2 separate regions of the Zea mays genome follow, and region 1 is linked to region 2. The links are chromatin contacts, called in public Hi-C maps. All regions are on one chromosome and are shown on one strand. The core of a region is the stretch at or near the end of the contact, and the rest is flanking DNA. Distances in the headings are between cores, read along the strand shown. Region 1 holds the start of LOC103629310 (phospholipid-transporting ATPase 10). Region 2 holds the start of LOC103629309 (proline-rich receptor-like protein kinase PERK8).

Region 1 (4,126 bases), core at 913-3,412, 210 kb before region 2:
TTGTATGAGGAACATGACAAATTTGTTAGTGTACAAAAATCTCTTGCTTTAGAAACCAAGAGAAATGAAATGCTATCTTCTGAGTTATCTGCTTGCCATGAATCTATCTCTAGTCTAAATAATTTAAATGATGATTTAAATGCTAAGCTAGAGGAAGCTAGTAAAATAAGTTCATGTATAGAGCATGTTAGTATTTGTAATAGATGTAAGGACTTTGATGTTAATGCATGTGATGAACATCTTATTTCTATTACTAAATTGAATAATGAGGTGGCAAGTCTTAATGTTCAACTTAAGACTTGCAAAAGTGATTTTGATAAATTAAAATTTGCTAGGGATGCCTACATTATTGGTAGACACCCCTCGATTAAAGATGGACTTGGTTTTCGAAGGGAAACCAAGAACTTAACAAGCCAAAAGGCTCCCGTTCTCAACAGGGAGAAAGGAAAGGCCCCAATGGCTAGTAGTCCTCAAAGGAACCATGCTTTTATTTATGATAGAAAAATTGCTAGTCGTTCTCATTATAATAAGAGTTATGTTCATACTGCTTATAACGATTCACATGCTATGTTTGCCTCTAGCTCTATTTTTGTGCATGGTAGAAGTAGGCCTATGAGAAATAATGTTGTGTCTCATGTGCCTAGGAAAATGTGCAATGAATCTACTACTGTTTTTCATGTTTGCAACATTTGTGTGTACTTTCATCAATTTAAACCACAGTTATATTCGTATAGACCAATTTAGCACACAGACATAGTTCATCAATCATTAGTTTAACTCGTAGGTCATAAACATCACACATACACATAAATGATATGTATATGGTTTTGTTTTGCTGAAATGTGATATCTCGTTTAGCTCGCGAGCTGGCTCGTTAACGAACCGAGCTAGGTTGTCAGATCATCTCGTGAAAAAGTTAAATGAGTCGAACCGAGCTGATCACGAACCTAGCGAGCCGACGAGCCACGAGCATTTCGTTCAGCACTATCTCCATCTAACACGTAAGCATTCGTTTTTAGAGTGTTTGGTTTCGGAACAAAGTGGGTTGGGTTGAAACCGACCCATTTTTGTGGGTTGGATCGGACCCGTTCCTTGTTTGGTTGAAGTGACGGGTTGAACACAATTTCTTGTTTGATTACAGGGTTGAAGTGGGTTGAAGCTGCACCGTCTCTTGTTTGGTTTCGTGATGAGGGATGAATTAAGGATGAACTGAATATGGTCACCTTCCTGATCACATTACCGCACTAAGAATGGTATCTTTAATTCCAAATGCTTCTCACCTTGTGGTGTCGGTAGGGGACATGGAGGTGGTATCGGTGGATGGTGGCAGGGGCTGGATCACGGCATAAACAACGTCGTTGGGAGGCGCGGACGGGGGTGTAGCGCGCTGGAGGACAGGTCGGTGGGGGCAGTCCGACGACGGGAGAACACACCGGCGCCGGAGGGCAGGGCGGCGGAGGACTCTGATGGCGGGCGTGGTCGGGGGTGCATCGCGTCGGAGGGCAGGCCGACGGGGGAGCCGATGACTGGATAACAGGTCGGCGGTGGCGGTGCGCCCTGCGCAGGCTGCGCTTGGGTGAAGATATGGTGTGACCGCGTGGGTGACATGAGGGGTGGAGAGGAAGTGGGTCGGAGTGGTTCGATTGTTTTTGAGGAACTCCTAGAATCCGCATTTTAAAGGGATATTTTGATCTGAAACCAACTTAACCTACTAGCCTTTTGAACCAAACATGAGTTGATGCAGGTTCAACCTGTTCCAACTCGTATCAACCCGTTAACAAACACACTGCTTTCTTTTGTGACTGGGTGGACGAATGAAGCGAGAGGACCAAGGGTCGGTAGGAGTCATAGAAATCGATAATTCCAATTCCTGATTAAAAAGTTGCTCTATGAAAAAAAATATTGTAGAACACATCAAAATTTTTTCCAAAAAAAAACGTAGTTGTAGCAGCAGCGCATTTGTTTGGCCGGTATCTTCTAGAAGATTGGAAGGGACATGGGGCGGCCAGGCAAGTCAACGATGACTGAGGGAGAGGAGAGGGAGCACTCCGGATTCAACAAATTCTTTCCAAGCAAACGCACGAGAGGTGGGCCATTTCCCATCTGCCATTTGGGGGGGTTGGTTGGCTACTACCCCTTGGTTTGTACTCCGTGTCCGTTTGGCGGGCGGGACAGAGACGGAGCCCCTCCCCCGTCTGCCTCGTCTTATTATTCTTCCTCCATTTTGAGTTGATTTGATTCAGTCTCCCCCTGGCTGCCAAACGCGGCCGGGCCATGCCATCCCTTCTTCTTGGTCTCTGCGCGGAGCTTTCCAAGCAACAAGAAAGCTGTTGCTCCTCCTAATCTCCTATCCTGTTGTACTAAGCAAAGCATATATTGACCACGCACGAACAGAGCGACCAATCCCCCTGTCCCCTCCCTTCCCCTTTTATTTGCGTGTTCCTTTCCTTCCCTCTCCTCTCCATCTCATCTGGGTTTCCGTTTGTCAGCTCAGCCGAGCTCCTTTAGTTTTTTTTTTCACTTAGGGATTCAATTGATTTGATTTGATTTTGATTCAAGGCGGCAGCCAGCAGCAGTAGCAGCTACTTCTTCTCCATTTGTAACCGCAGCAGGGATTTCCAGTATAACACAATACAATACAATGGCCGGCGAAGATGACGGCAACGCCACCAACGGCCGGCGGCGGCGGCGGAGGTCCGCCGTGCGCCTCAGCAAGCTCTACAGCTATGCGTGCGGCCGCCGGCCCAGCGTGGCCGACGACCACTCCGTGTCCAGGATAGGAGGCCCCGGCTTCTCCAGGGTGGTCACGGTCAACGCCGGCGGCGGCGAGCCTTCAGCGGCTGCAGCTGACCTGCTGCAGCAGCAGCAGCAGCAGATGGCCTCCAGCAACTCCATCTCCACCACCAAGTACAACCTCTTCACCTTCCTGCCCAAGTCCCTCTTCGAGCAGTTCCGCCGCGTCGCCAACATCTACTTCCTCCTCTCCGCCGGCATCGCCTACAGCCCCCTCGCCGCCTACAGCTCCTCCAGCGCCATTGCGCCGCTTGTCATCGTCCTCGTCGCCACCATGATCAAGGAGGCAATCGAAGACTGGAGGAGGAACCAGCAGGTACCGTACTACTATCCAACTTCACTTCAATTTCTTCTTCTTCTTCTTCTCTGTCAAAACAATTAATTTGATTGATTACATACTCGGTCTGTCTCGGTGAGTGAAATGAATCATGAAAGAATGAATGATCCGTTCCAGGACACGGAGGTGAACAACAGGAAGACTCAGGTCTTCCAGGTCAACAACATCGGCGGCGGCGGCGGCTTCCGCGATGCCAAATGGAAGGACATCCGCGTGGGCGACATCGTCAAGGTCCACAAGGACGAATTCTTCCCGGCTGACCTCGTCCTGCTCTCCTCTAGCTACGACGACGCCATCTGCTACGTGGAGACCATGAACCTGGACGGCGAGACCAACCTGAAGCTGAAGCAGTCCCTGGAGGCCACCTCCGCCTCGCTGCCGCCGGACGACGGCGCCAGCTTCGGGGCCTTCCGGGGCGCCGTCGTGCGGTGCGAGGACCCCAACGCGCACCTCTACACCTTCGTCGGGAACATCGAGATGGACGGCCGGCAGCACCCCCTGTCGCCGCAGCAGCTCCTGCTCAGGGACTCCAAGCTCCGCAACACCGACTTCGTGTACGGCGTCGTCGTGTTCACGGGGCAGGACACCAAGGTGATGCAGAACTCCATGAAGGTCCCGTCCAAGCGGAGCAACGTGGAGAAGAAGATGGACCGGGTCATGTACCTCCTCCTCTTCTCGCTCATCGTCATCTCGGTCGTCAGCTCCGTCTTCTTCGGCATCGCCACCAGAGACCACGGCAGGACCATGAGGAGATGGTACCTTAGGCCCGACGACACTGAGATCTACTACGACCCGAAACGGCCAGCGGTGGCAGCGGTGCTCCACTTCTTCACGGCCATAATGCTCTACGGCTACTTCATCCCCATCTCCCTGTACATCTCCATCGAGATCGTGAAGCTGCTGCAGGCGCTGTTCATCAACCACGACATCCACATGTACCACGAGGAGACGGACACGCCAGCCCACGCCAGGACGTCCAACCTCAACGAGGAGCTG
Region 2 (4,703 bases), core at 1,758-4,257:
ACTTCATCTCGAGCCTGGGGTCAACCAACCCTTCCAAATCGCCTGTGTCCAGGGCTCGAGAGAGCAATGGCCGAGCCTGCAAATAATCAGGAAAAAGGAAGTCAGGCAGCAACTCTCAGGCATGCAGCATATCCATGGTGCAGTAATTCTTGGACGCAGACAAGTTCTGGCTAATACGCTGTTACAAGCATCATAACATGAGCAATCCCTCAAGATATATATAAGCCTACGGTGACATTGTCCATGTAAACATGAGTCTACTGCAATCCAAAACTGAATATATGAACGCTGGCTGGGAACAAAGCTTAAGAATAGCAACTCCCAAAAATCACAGCCAACAAGAAGTGCCCTAGGAACATCACCACTTCACCAGGCTTGAAGCAAATATAAGCTCATCGCTAACAACTCACCCACTCGACGAGGCTCTCGTCACCCATTGGTCTTGATGCATCAACAGGTTTCCGGCCAGTAATAAGCTCTAACAAAACTACACCAAAAGAGAACACATCTGATCTCTCAGTCAGTTTGCCACTCGATGCATACTCTGGAGCCATGTACCTGAAAAGAAACAAGATGTCTACCATGAATTCCGTATGGTTATGTCATATATTGATGTACTTTGTGAGATATGACGGCTCATCACCCACCCAAATGTTCCCATAACACGGGTTGTCACATGGGTTACAGCATCCAAAGCCAGCCTCGCAAGACCAAAGTCAGCAACCTAGAACTCGTGGATGGCATTCAATCAGAAAATCAATACAGATTGCTAGGGTATGTTGTGAGAAACACTTGGGCTCATCTAGGGAATGCAATTACCTTTGCTTCGAAATTGTTATCCAACAAAATGTTTGAGGACTTGATGTCTCGATGAATTATCCTCGGATGGCCTGCAAATGTGTTCAGCAATTAACATGCAAGCAACAACATTGCAAAGAAAACGAGAAGTAGGAAGCAACATTACAATCTTCGTGTAGGTAAGCAATTCCACGAGCAGCACCTGCAGCAATTTTAACCCGTGCGGACCATTCTAACACAGGCATTCCGTGTCCTGAGATTGCAGTTCAGTTCAATTTTTGTACTGGCAGAAGATGGGAATACTCTTGCAAAGGATTAGAAAGAGGCTATAACATACCGTGAAGATGATAATGCAGCGTGTTATTAGAAACAAAGTCGTATACAAGTAACCTTTGGTCATTGGAAATGCAGTATCCCACAAGAGAAACCAAATGGCGGTGGTGCACGCGACTAATTATCTCCACTTCGGCCTGGAACTCGCGCTCCCCTTGTCCGCCGCCATCCTTTAGTCGTTTAACGGCGACATCTTTATAATCTGGCAGGCGGCCCTTGTACACCGACCCAAAGCCTCCTTCCCCTAGCAGCCTCTGAGCTGAGAAACCATCAGTGATCTGATACAGCTCATCATATGAGAAGAACCTGGAGTTGCCCATGCTGATATCAGACAAGCATTGTTTCAGCCTGGGGCTCCCGGCGCTATAGTTGGTGTGGACAGAAGGATCAGCTGACCATCCTACATTTGCAGATTCACCTGAAGGAAGCGGGATATGGTATCAGTGGCCGTGTTGCTAGCTATTCCAAAGAGCTGCATGCTGTATTAAGCTAGATGCAGAAACAAAGTATTTCAGGTCCCTGGAATTTTCAGGCAACAACCATACACAATCAGCCAGCACAGTGAAAAGGGCAACTCACAAGATAATTTATTAAAAAATGACAAAAAAGCTGTATGTTGCATGATATATAGGGAGGAGTGAGAAACAAAACAAAATACCCGAAGGTTGCTGCGAAGAAAAAGGCGACATGAGACCAGCTCTGTAACCACTCATCTGCTTCCTCTTGCGCTTGCGGTTGAACCAAACTGCTGTGACTAGGAGGCTAAGAAGGAGCAGGGCGACCACCGCAGCGGCGATGGCTACAACACCATTACCAAGGCCGCCAAAGGGGGCGGATGGGCTCCTGGACGGCGCACCCGGGCTGGACGACTTGTTCCAACTTGGGTTCTTGCCCCTGGCCGGGTCGACTGCGATGGCAGGCGTAGGCAGTGGTCGTGCTGACGGCGGAGGAGCGCTAAAAGGAGGTGGTGCAGGGGCCGGGGACGCTGGCGGAGATGGCGAGGGCGTCGGAGCGGCAGACGGCGTCGGGGACGTTGGAGGGGGCGAGAGCAGCGGCGGCCTTGGAGGAGCAGCAGCCGCCCGCGGCGGCGGCGAGGCTGTGTGTTGAGGAGGCCCAGGCGACGGCTGGGAGTGGGAGTGGGAGTGGGAGGAGGGTGGAGGAGCGGCGGGTGCGGGAGAGGTGAGGGGCGGGGGCGTGGCAGCGGTGTCGGGCGGTGTGGCAGTGGGCCGCGAGGACGCCGGTAGCGGAGAAGAGGCGGTGGTGGGGGCGGAGGCCATGAATCAATCAGGCTATTGAGAGTGGGAGGCGGTGGTTGGGGTTGGGCTTGGTGCATGTCCCCGTCGTGGCGGCGGTGTCGCTGGACATGGCCATCCGGTGGATGCTGCTGCAGCTACTAGTAGTAGTATAGGAATAGGGAAAATGGGGAGCTTGCTTACTCTGATGGCACCGCACCACTTTTGCTTGCTTGCTTTGACGAGGGGCGGAAGGGGGAAGGGACTTGACTTGCGGACGCCACCAAAGAAATCCAAGAAATGAATGAATGGTGTGGAAGTTGAACCAAAAGCAAGCCAAGCCAAGCAAATAGAGAAGACGAGGAACGAGGGGCAGAGGGGGAAGGGACGGTGGCGGAAATGGAACTCGGCTCGGCTGATCCTGCCTGCCACTGCCCGCGTTCAGTTTCAGTAGCTGAAACGAATCCAAGGGAAGGGGGAAAGAGATTGATGGAAGTGTCCAGCGGTGAGTGGGAGGGGCCAGGAAGGAGTTGCGAGTGGACGATGATTCCCCTTCCGCTGCCGCTGGGTGCCGGCCGCCGGGGTCCGTCCGGTCCGGTCGTTGGACTTGGACCACTGCCGTGACCTGCTCTGCTGTCACCATAATTACCGTCTCCATGCCTCTTCACTCTACTTCCATTTCATACACCTGCCAAACAATGGCACTGTTTGTTTCGGCTTCTGGCAGCTTCTGGCCACCAAAAGCTGCTGCGGACTGCCAAACGCTCAGCTTTTCAGTCAGCTTCTATAAAATTCGTTGGGGCAAAAACCATCCAAAATCAACATAAACGCTTTTCAGTCAGCTTCTATAAAATTCATTGGGGCAAAAACCATCCAAAATCAACATAAACACATAATCGGTTGATTCGTTGTAATAGTAGGAATCTGTTACTTTCTAGATTCTGAGCCCTATGAACAACTTTATTGTCCTCCACACGAAATCGTAATGATACTCAGATTCTCCCCACAGCTAGATTCTCCCTACAGCCAGATTTTCAGAAAAGCTGGTCAGAAAAAAGCTAAACCAAACAGGCCCAATTTCTATTTTACAACAGCATTTCTTATCTTAAAATATAATAAGGCTCATCTCGTAAAAAAATAGTTTCAATCGTGCTATATTTTACATTTTTTATCAAAAATCTAAGAGACATAAATAGTGTCATATTGTTACTTTCTACATCATCATTAATCTTTTCCTTCCTAATAATATAATTTGATTTTTTTTCTAAAATACATAATTTAGAGCTTAAAATACACGATTTACATCATCATTAATCTTTTCCCCCTTTAGAAGCTCGTAAAGATTCTTCATCCCAACATGAGCAAGTCGGCGATGTCAGAGTCAGCCCATATTAGTTTTAGCAATTAAGCAAGTGTCTAGTTTAGAATTGTTATCAGTGAAACAATCTAACACTTCCTTAAAAGCTAGTGAATCATCATTTCTTCTAAAGACGATAACATCAACGTCAGTAAATAAACAGTTGTAGCTCATTTTGCATAATTGAGAAATAGAAAGCAAGTTGTAACCTAGAGATTCTACAAGAAAAACATTAGAAATATAATGGTCAGGAGATATAGCAATTTTACCCAATCCTTTGACCAAACCTTGATTTCCATCCTCGAATGTGATTGCTCTTTGAGGATCATTATTTTTCTCATATGAGGAGAACATTTTTTTCCCCTGTCATGTGGTTTGTGCACCCGCTGTCAATTATCCAACTTGTTCTGCCGGATGCATAAACCTACAACACAAATTTAGGTCTTGTACTTAGGTACCCAAACGGTCTTGGGTTCTTTCACATTAGAAACAAGCACCTTGGGTACCCAAACACAAGTCTTTAGACTCTTGTGTTTGCCCCAACATATTTGGCAACTACTTTGCCGGATTTGTTGGTAAGTGTAAGAAAAATGGACCGAGGGCCATTTGGCTAAATAGGTTTTGGTGTTTGATGAACAAAATAACATGTGGACTAATGTGTTTGTGTAACACACTGAATTTGGGGTATAAAATTTCTTTCTTATGATCATCCAAATTCAGGTGTTACTCTTCACTATTTCACTCTAGTCTCTCTCTCTCCTTAGTTTTCTCTCTATCTTTCTCTTTTAATTAGAGTTAGTTGTATTAGTGAGGGATTATTTAATTTATTTTGCCCAAAACATATGAGTCATGGAATGTTGCATCATATTAAGCTTAATTATTCTTTGAATTGTTGCACATATTTGATTTGGTTTGAATTTGAAACTTGATTTGAATTTGAATTGAAAACCCTAGAGAAAACAAATAGAAAAGGCAATAGAAAT

What was found. A called contact is a pair of places that touch in the nucleus more often than the background predicts.
Region 1: a Hi-C map of leaf shows a contact between it and region 2, with 8 times the contacts expected there. The contact joins the promoter of LOC103629310 here to the promoter of LOC103629309 in region 2. A contact is called at or near these places in 11 of 25 Hi-C or Micro-C datasets (bundle sheath, ear, endosperm and 2 more).

What each region holds. Positions count from the first base shown.
Region 1 is chr6:53,874,664-53,878,789 of Zm-B73-REFERENCE-NAM-5.0, reverse strand. LOC103629310 (phospholipid-transporting ATPase 10) reads left to right here and starts at 2,162. Exons shown (of 9, transcript XM_020540234.2): 1 at 2,162-3,109; 2 at 3,248-4,126. The coding sequence starts at 2,642.
Region 2 is chr6:53,662,605-53,667,307 of Zm-B73-REFERENCE-NAM-5.0, reverse strand. It overlaps LOC103629309 (proline-rich receptor-like protein kinase PERK8), which reads right to left and starts at 3,007. Exons shown (of 8, transcript XM_008650470.3): 1 at 1,790-3,007; 2 at 1,136-1,549; 3 at 965-1,051; 4 at 820-890; 5 at 648-724; 6 at 411-558; 7 at 1-76. The coding sequence starts at 2,408.